Linked DNA regions of Pan troglodytes: regions 1 and 2 are each linked to region 3. Evidence: chromatin contacts called from public HiChIP or PLAC-seq data. All regions are on one chromosome and are shown on one strand. Each heading gives the region's core, a stretch centred on a gene start, on an enhancer-like site or on the middle of the called end of the contact. The rest is flanking DNA. Distances are from core to core; before and after follow the strand shown. Region 1 holds the start of SESN2 (sestrin 2). Region 2 holds the start of ATP5IF1 (ATP synthase inhibitory factor subunit 1). Region 3 holds the start of SNHG3 (small nucleolar RNA host gene 3 (non-protein coding)).

Region 1 (2,923 bases), core at 194-2,693, 260 kb after region 3:
AGAGCCTGGTATCTAGTAGGTGCATAATAAATGATAAGATGTCCATTATCGCTGCTGCTGGTAGTGGTGGGGGAGTGCGAACTGTCAGTCTGGTTAGGTCCAGCCTAATTCCCGGTCTCCCTGCAAAGCCCCTGCGGGCTATGCCGGGATGCGAATGCGGGGGGGGGCGGGGGGGGGGTGGAGGGGAGCGGCGCGAAGGGAGGGTGGGGGAGGAATTTCTGGAAAACAAACTTCTGGGCCTTCAGACCACTTACTTAGCAGGGCGCAGCCTAATCCGCGCTTGGCTTCGGAAGCCGCGACCGGGGTTGTCCCCTCTCCCCCCAGCTTTGGCTGCCGCCGCTGCCGCGTACCGGGCGGCCCGCCAAGCCCCCAGAGCCCCTGCGCTCTCCCTCCAAAGCAGGAGTGCGGGGGACATGGGATGAGGTCAACTTTCACTGGCCAGTCCCAGGTGCCTACGCCCCGCGCTGGGGGACAGGAGCCGGGAGACACCCCAGGAAGGGTCCTCTGCCCGCCGGCCCCCACGAAGAGGAAGAGACTCCGCGGAAGGGGGCGGGGAGGAGGAGTGGTCTGGCCGCTCCGGCCGGGATTTGCCTGGACTTGAAGACGCTCAGGAGCCCAAAGCTCGGAGAGCCTCCAGAAGGCTTCTCCCTCATTGGCCAGGAGTCCGAGGGAGCCGAGGAAGGATCCGCGGCCCTTGTGGGGGGGGCGGTGAGGCAGAGGGGGAGAGGGAGGGAGGAGGGGGAGAGGGAGAAGGAGAAGGAGGGAGAGGGGAGACAGAGGGGGGGAGGGGTGCCGAGGGCCGCGGCTGCCAGTTGATGCAACCCGGGTCCCGGGTTACGCGCTCGGCTTTCCCTCCCCGAGCCCAGGACACACCGACTCAGCTCAGGACAGCCTGAGGCTCAGACGCGGTTCGGGGTTCCAGGGAAGAGGGGCGTCGCGCGGCCGCCGCTTACCTCTCCGGGGCCCGAGTCGCCGACGCCGCCCGGGGCGAACCGCAGGTAGTCCTTGAGCTCTGCGCGGCACTCGGAGTCCGCCACGATCATGGTGCGCGCCAGGACCCGGTCGCGGCTCGCCGACGACCCGTGCACCCGAGTGGGTTTCGGAGGGACGCCCGAAGGAAGCCGGGACTGGGCGCCGCCGGGGAGCTTCTAGAACCCCGGGGCGTCTCTCGGGGCTCCAGAACGCTCCGGAATCCGAGAACGGCCGCTTTGGTGCTGGACTCTTCCCCCAGTCGGGCTTCGGGAACGGCGAACGGCCTCGGGGGCCTGGGAAGGGCCGCAGCGCAGGGGTTTTCACGGCCTCGGAAGTCCGCAGGGGCCAGGGCTGCTCGCGGACCCAGCGCTCCTCAGCATCCCCGCCGCGGAACTGCCAGCGCTCGCCGGGCTCTGACACCAGCAGTTCAGCCCGCTGCGGTCCCCGGGGGAGGGCGGGGACACAAAAGCCCGGCGGTCCAGCCAATCAGAGGTCTGTTTCCCCGGGGAGGCGGGGGAAACTCCGCCCCCTGGAGTCACGGGCTCCGCCAATCAGCACCGGGGAGCGCCCGGAATTCTGGGAGTTGTAGTCCGCCTCGGGTGAATGCTGCAAACTTTTGCAAGACGGTTTAGTCAGATCCCTGGCAACACCAGACGGCAGTGACAGCCCGAAGAGTCATTAGGGTTGCGTGATGAAAAGGGACTTCACTGGGCTAGGCCAAACAGCCGAGTGTGAAATCTCCTAAATGAATTCTTCATCTTTTCAGTTCCTGGAGGGACTGGCTAGGGTTAAGAGAGGTTTGGCTCGCGTCCTATCCGGTGCTGCTAATTATAGAACTGAACCCCAGATATTTAGAGGTCAGAGGGCACAACCCTGCTCCCTCTGGCCTCGGGGAAGCTCCAAAGATGCGAGACACAGGGAATTCACCTTATTTGTGGAGCCTCAGGAAAAGCCTTCATTCCTTGAAATGTCATTGGTAACTTCGTGTGGAACCTCAATCCCTATTGCTGGAAGTTTTCTTCCTTCTGCTACCCGTCCTGGCTTCCACCCCTGCCACCCTCCTCGAAACTTTGTAACAAGGTGTTCTGCTGGATCTTTGCTCACCTCTCCCTCTGGCCTTCTCTGACTCCTCTTTCACCACCCACTTCCTAAAACGTGGGTGCTTCCCCAGTTTCTGTTTTTACCCCTCTTCCCTCCAGACACTCTCCCTGATCTCATCCACTTCCTGGCCTTCAACTCGCCTCTTGCCAGAAAGTTGCCTCTACCAACACCTCAGCACCTCCAAGCTAAATTCATTTTCTATTCATTTCAAACGGAGCCTCTTCCTTCACAGTTTTCCTTCAGAGCTCCTTTTTTTGTTTCCATTTTAAAGTTATTGTTTATTCTAGACAGGGAATCCTGCCAGGGGTGAGGGTGGATAAGACCCCCAAGTCCCCCTCTGAGACTTCTAAGTCTAAGCTTACAATTCCAAAGATGAAACCGACTTGGTTTCCTGCCTCCAGATTCTTGGGAAAAAGCGATTAATCTCACCCTCCCTTGAGCTCCCAAGGCACTTGAGCTGGATCTCTTTTCACATGTATCACATTCTACCTAGTTTTTTTTGTGTTTTTGTTTTTTGTTTTTTAATAAATAGAGACAGGGTCTCCATATGTTGCCCAGGCTGGTCTCAAACTCCTGAGCTCAAGCGATTCTCTCACCTCAGCCTCCCAAAGTGCTAGGATTATAGGCATGAGCCACCATGTCCAGCCACATTCTGCCTTGTATTGTAATTTTATATGTACATGTTTTATCTGACCCTTTTTTCTTTTTATTAGTATTGTTTTTTAGAGATGGGGTCTAGCTCTGTCACACAGACTGGAGTACAGTGGCGTGATCATAGCACGCTGCAGCTTCAAATTCCTGGGCTCAAGCAATATTCCCTCCTCAGCCCCCCAAATCAATCACTGGGGTT
Region 2 (2,951 bases), core at 432-2,931, 280 kb after region 3:
ATCCTCTTCTACTCCTCAACTAGTGAAAGAATACCCCATCTTAAATTGAGGTGTAGCCATCTTAAGAAGACCAAAGAGCTTATTGCTTTCAGATTCCTCTTTAAAATAGAAAACTCCAGAGAGATGTGACACAAGTCCCTAATACCTTATGAGGGGAACAACCCAGGGAACTTGACTCCCCTTTAGGGAAAAGAAAAGGAACAAAATGAGGAAGACAGACAAAGGGGTGTAGCTAAAAGGCAAATATCCATTTCCTATTCCAATCTGTCTAGAGCTTTCTTTGCCTATAGAAATGAATGGCCCACTGTAAGGCCAATAAAGGGTCTCTTGCATGCGCAGTACTTGGCAGTTCAATTTAGGTTCCAAGAAGGGACTGGATTACAATGTTGGTTTGGTCACATTTAGGCCTCAGTTTTCCTTAACTACAAAATGTAGGGGCTCAATTAGATAGTCTCTAACGGCTGTACCTTGGCTCTCTATACGGTATGGCAGGTGTCATGGTGATAATTCTCAACAGAAGGCAGAAGTGAAAGGCCAAAGGACAAGCAAAAGCAAGATTAATTCCTCACTGCTCTCCAGAGTGGACAGAAGTCAGTTAAAGATAACTCAGGGCTGGCAAAGGGAGGCCCAGCCCACTCCATACTCCTAAGCAGGAGAGGGAAATCTACAGGTCTAGGCTGGGCTGAGTAGGGCAAAAGCCTTTAGAAGATGGTGTCCAACCATAAGTAGCTCCCATGACCAGCTCCCATCATCCTCACCCTTGCGGAGTCAGGGGTCTAGAAACACCTGAGAAGCCTGAATGCATGCAGGCTTGCAAAGCTAAGGCGTGCTGGCGAGGAAGGAGAGCGTAGAGGGGGTGACAGGTGGGTAAGGGCCGAGGGAGTCAGGCTGGGAGGCAAACGTTGGACGGTCGGATCTAGACACTGTGCGAAGAATCTGGGGGTGTTTCGCACGACCTGAGGAGAACTCCACGCGGGAGATGGTAATGATGAAGGAGGAGTTGAGCCGTGGGTTGTTTTGGAGACCCGCCGGTGGAAATGGTTTGGGGGCCTGAAACTGTTGTGCAGGGAACTGGGAGTGCCCTATACGTGGCAACGGTCGGGACATCAAGGGTTAGGGTATACTGGATTGGGGCCCGGGAGTTCTGTTGGGGGATGGGGCGCCCAAGGCACCAGGTAGGAACGGGTGGGGCGATTGGCAGTTTAAGGATTGGAAGGCCCTTGGGAGATCTAGGGCTGGACTTGGGACCCGGTGAGCCTCACCGGAAATATCGTTCCTCTTCAGCCTGCTCTCTCTTTCCGAAGGCCCCACCGGCTTCCCGGATGGAGCCCGCGCCCCGGTCGACATTCTCGGACTGCAGAGAGACAGGGACACTGGTAAAGGTACGGAAGCAAAGATGGGATCCGCCCGCGGGGCTGGAGCAGCGGACACTGCCGCAGCGTACCTGATCCGAGCCGAAGCCTCGGGCTTGCATGGTCCTCACGCCCCACACGCCAAGCCACGTCCGCGCCGCCAACGCCGTCACTGCCATTGCTGCTGGAGCTGCACCTCTGGCGTCTCTGCCGCAGCAAGCAGTCTCTCGTTACGCGCTAATGGCAGGGACGGCCAAGCACTCAATCTGGTCGACGCAGGGGCGGATGAACACAGGAATAGCGAATCACGGGAGAGCGGAGGCGGGCTTCCCGGAGCTCACAGCGAATCCCGAGCAAGAGACGGGTTTATTCTTAGCCAACCGCTAGCAAGGGCTTAGGGCCAAAGGACTGGAAAGAGGAATGATGGAGGAGTTTGGAGAGCTGAGTGAGGAGAGTGACGGAAGCCGAAATTTCGGCTCTTGGACCCATCAGAATGAGGCGTGGCGTCCACCTCCAGCCCACGATTTCAATTCTAAAGTCGTTATTATTCAAAGCTCAAAGGAAGTTTTCCCTTCCCTGGCCTGCTAGCATCAATAAAATGGGGGAATTCGGGGTTTGGGAGCTGTGTCCAGGATGCTGATGTCCAGGATACCGACGTCCAATGTGCCCTGGCTTAGATATACATAAATCGCGCTCATTTGTTATGAGAAGTGGCAGTGTTCTGGCTGGGCGCGGTGGCTCACGCCTGTAATCCCAACACTTTGGGAGGCCGAAGTGGGTGGATCACCTGAGGTCCGGAGTTCGAGACCAGCCTGGCCAACATGGAGAAACCCCGTCTCTACTAAAAATACAAAAATCAGCCGGGTGTGGTGGCACGCGACTGTAATCGCAGCTACTCAGGAGGCCGAGACAGGAGAATTGGCTTGAACCCGGGAGGCGGAGGTTGCAGTGAGCCGAGATTGCGCAACTGCACTCCAGCCTGGTGACAAAGCGAGACTCCGTCTCAAAACAAACAAAAAAAAGAAAACCCAAATTATAACTTGACCACCTCAGGCACAGTTTCCTAGGACCTCTTGAGGCTGTGTTTCCCCAAGCTATGGTCACTCATCTTGGCTCAGAATAAACCTTTTAAAAATATTTTAGTTTGTTTTTTTCGTTAGCAACATATTGTTGAATGGGCTTAATAACTGCACTTTTGGCAATGTGGTGCAATGCAGTAGAAAAGAGCAGGCCAGGTGCGGTGGCTCACACCTGTAATCCCAGCACTTTGGGAGGCCGAGGCGGGCAGATCACCTGAGGTTGGGAATTCGAGACCAGCCTGACCAACATGGAGAAACGCCATCTCTACTAAAAAAAAATATGAAAAATTAGCTGGGCATGGTGGCGCATATCTGTAATCCCAGCTACTCGGGAGGCTGAGGCAGGAGAATCGCTTGAACCTGAGAGGCAGGGGGTGCAGTGAGCTGAGATCACGCCACTGCACTCCAGCCTGGTCAACAAGAGAGAAACTGTCTCAAAAATAAATAAATAAAAATAAAAAATAAATTAGCTAGGCGTGGTGGCACATGCCTGTAATCCCAGCTACTTGGGAGGCTGAGG
Region 3 (3,318 bases), core at 818-3,317:
CTTTTTCAACGAGGGGCCTCATGCTATCGTCTGGGGTTGGAGTACAGTGGCACAATCATAGGTCACTCCTGGGCTCCAGCGATTCTCCTTCCTCCAGCTACCTATCATCATGCCTGGCTACTTTTTAGCCAATTTTTCTTAAACATGTATTAAGACTTCAATCCAGCCAGGTGTGGTGGCTCACGCCTGTAATCCCAGCATTTTGGGAGGCCAGAGGCTGGCGGATCACGAGGTCAGGAGTTTGAGACCAGCCTGACCAACATGGTGAAACCCTGTCTTTACTAAAAATACAAAAATTAGCCGGGCGTGGTGGCGGGGGCCTGTAATCCCAGCTACTCAGGAGGCCGAGGCAGGAGAATCACTTAGCATAATCACTTGAACCCGGGAGGCAGAGGCAATGGAGTGCGCCACTGCACTCCAGCCTGGGCAACAGAGCGACTCCATCTCCAAAAAAAAAAAAAAAAAAAAAAAAGACTTCAATCCAGATTCAGTGCTCTAGAAGAGCTGTTTCCTGCATGGTTTGTCTCCCCAGTAATTGTCCACAGGACTCTGGGAAGCTGTAGGAATATGCAGGCGCAGACACGAGGCCCAGCTTCATCTTCAACGTTGTGGAAAGGGACTGTACATCATGGGGCAGAGCCCTATGCTCCCCTACGCCACTTGGACAGAGCCCGGGGAGAGTGACCTCCCGGGTGTATCCACGTTGGACAATCAGTGTAACGCATAAATTTACAGAATCTAATAGGAAACAATTTCATCCATTCATGTTACTACAGATCTTAAACAAGAAAGCAAACGAGTTTCCACCCTGTCCACAGTGGGGTGTTAAAAAAAAATCGGTTTCTAGACTGGTAACATGCATATTCAGCTATTCTAATTACTTTACAATAGGCGGTTAGTACGATGCGGAAGGTACCGCAGAAGCAAAGACAACAATTAGGCCCAGCTATCCTAAATTCAAATGAAACACGTGGACTTGTTAATTACCCCCAAATCGGCGAGGCACGATGGCTCACGCCTGTAATCCTAAAAATATAAAAATAAAAATGACCCAAATCACAAAAATACGAGAAAGCATAATTACGAAACGTAATGCTTCCAAATTATGAAAATCTTCGGCCTGGCGTGGCGGACCACAAGGTCAGGAGTTGGAGACCAGCCTGGCCAACATGGTGAAATCCCGTCTCTACTAAAAATACAAAAATAAGCCAGGCGTGGTGGTACACGCCTGTAGTGCCAGCTACTCGGGAGGCTGCGGCAGGAGAAATGCTGGAGCCCAGCAGGCGGAGGTTGCAGTGGTACGATCAAATAAAGAAAAAGAAAAATTGAGAAAATTCTTAAAGGCAAATGGGGATCCAGAATAAAACTGTGCAATTCTATTGAGAACGACAATGTGCCTACTATGAGGCAGTAAGATAAACAATGGGGGTGGCGGTGCACCTTCAGAGGGTCGCCGGGTCGGGCGGCAGCCCTGCGGGTCCCGAGGTCTCCATGGCCCACTTCTGGCCCAGGACCGTCTAACGCGTACTTTAGAGTTGGGACGGATGCCGCCTAAGACACCCATATATAGTTTTAAATTACATGATTTCCGGCCAGGCGCGGTGTCTCACGCCTGTAATCCCAGCACTTTGGAAGGCCGAGGGTGGTGGATCACCGGAGATCAGGAGTTCAAAACCAGCCTGACCAACATAGCGAAACCCCGTCTCCACTAAGAATACAAAAATTGGCCGGGCGTGGTGGCACGTGCCTGTAATTCCAGCTGCTGGAGAGGCTGAGGCACGAGAATCGCTAGAACCCGGCAGGCGGAGGTTGCAACGAGCACTGCAGTCCAGCCTGCGTGACAAACCGACTCCGTCTCAAAAAAAAAAAAAAAAGTAAGTAAATAAAATACTATATGATCCTCCTAGGGAAGCTCGGCTACTGATCTATAGCATTAGACCCATAACTCCGGTGGCAAGCATCTGATCACACTTACCAAGGAGAAGAAGCGACCACTGCGAATCTGTCTCCAAGAGGGAGAGCGAACGCGAAGCATCCTTATTTAAACCTTACGAAGTGCCCGGAAGTCCTGGAATGTCTATTGCGCGTGCGCAGAAGCATGCGCAGTTAGAGAATCAGAAACTCACTGAGGCTTCTGGGAATCTACTGCAGATTGAGCCCCACCCCTTCCTGGCTGGGAGGCCTCTCGCGGTAGTGGATCCTTCCCGCGGGACCTTGCTGGGGAATGTACGTTACAGAAATAGGTTTGTAGGTATGTAGCTGCAGAGGACGTGTACTTCTGTGCAATCACTGGACTCAGTCTGTAGGATATGCCCTTAGATAAACTGGCCAAAAAGTTTTTGGAAGAGTCGAACGCGGTGGCTCACGCCTGTGATTACAGCAGCTCTGAAGGCCGTGAGGGGCGGATCGCTCGAGGCCAGGAGTTCGAGACCGGCCTGGGCATCATGGCGAAACCCCGTCTCTACAAAAAATACAAAACATAAGCCGGGCATGGTGCCGCGCACCTCCAGTCCCAGCTACTCGGGAGGCTGAAGCATGAGAATCGTTTGAACCTGGGAGGCGGTGGTTGCAGTGAGCCGAGATCGCGCCGATGCATTCCATCCTGGTCGACAGAGCGAAACTCTCTCTCCAAATAAATAAATAAGTAAAACGTTGGAATAATAAGAATGCAGAATGGAAAAAAATACATATAGAGAAATACGGAGTATCAAAAGGAATTGAATCTGCTCTGTCACCTGTGAAAGGAATAATTTGATAAATGTGAAGGTAAATAAGATGAAAGTGCCCCTAGACGAATCAGATAAAAGTTTAAAAACTCCAGGCCTGGCGCGGATAAAAATAAATAAAAATAAAAAATAAAAAACTCCATTGCACAACAGTGTGAATGAATGTAATTAAAAGCACTGCCCTATACTCTTTCTTTTTTTTTCGAGATGGAGTTTTGCTCTGTCACCCAGGCTAGAGTGGAATGGCGTGGTCTCGGCTCACTGCAACCCCCGCCTCCCGGGTTCAAGCGATTCTCCTGCCTCGGCCTCCCCAGTAGCTGGGATTACAGGCGCCCGCCACCGTGCCTGGCTAATTTTTGTATTTTTAGCAAGACGGGGTTTCACCATCTTGGCCAGGCTGGTCTCGAACTCCTGACCTCAAGCAATCCACCCGCCTCGGCCTCCAAAGTGCTGAGATTACAGGCATGAGCCAGCGCACCTGGACTTTTTTTTTTTTTTTTTTTTGAGACGGAGTCTCGCTCTGTCGCCCAGGCTGGAAGGAAGTGGTGTGATCTCGGCTCACTGCAACCTCCACCTCCCAGGTTCAAGCAGT

The links. HiChIP or PLAC-seq counts read pairs in DNA pulled down with a chosen protein or histone mark.
Region 1: an H3K4me3 HiChIP or PLAC-seq map of stem cell-derived excitatory neurons shows a contact between it and region 3, with 5 times the contacts expected there. The contact joins the promoter of SESN2 here to the promoter of SNHG3 in region 3. A contact is called at or near these places in 1 of 7 Hi-C or Micro-C datasets (stem cell-derived neural progenitor cells) and 1 of 1 datasets of contacts at active chromatin or transcription factors (stem cell-derived excitatory neurons).
Region 2: a contact with region 3 is called in an H3K4me3 HiChIP or PLAC-seq map of stem cell-derived excitatory neurons, with 3 times the contacts expected there. The contact joins the promoter of ATP5IF1 here to the promoter of SNHG3 in region 3. A contact is called at or near these places in 1 of 7 Hi-C or Micro-C datasets (stem cell-derived neural progenitor cells) and 1 of 1 datasets of contacts at active chromatin or transcription factors (stem cell-derived excitatory neurons).

Annotation. Positions count from the first base shown.
Region 1 is chr1:202,733,966-202,736,888 of NHGRI_mPanTro3-v2.0_pri, forward strand. It overlaps SESN2 (sestrin 2), which reads right to left and starts at 1,444. Exons shown (of 10, transcript XM_016957397.4): 1 at 954-1,444. The coding sequence starts at 1,043.
Region 2 is chr1:202,756,805-202,759,755 of NHGRI_mPanTro3-v2.0_pri, forward strand. ATP5IF1 (ATP synthase inhibitory factor subunit 1) reads right to left here and starts at 1,682. Exons shown (of 3, transcript XM_003338984.7): 1 at 1,445-1,682; 2 at 1,263-1,354. The coding sequence starts at 1,531. DNAJC8 (DnaJ heat shock protein family (Hsp40) member C8) reads left to right here and starts at 1,200. Exons shown (of 11, transcript NM_001279783.1): 1 at 1,200-1,382.
Region 3 is chr1:202,477,121-202,480,438 of NHGRI_mPanTro3-v2.0_pri, forward strand. It overlaps SNHG3 (small nucleolar RNA host gene 3 (non-protein coding)), which reads right to left and starts at 2,068. Exons shown (of 3, transcript NR_038066.1): 1 at 1,976-2,068. It overlaps LOC112207094 (small nucleolar RNA SNORA73 family), which reads right to left and starts at 707; the gene lies at 503-707.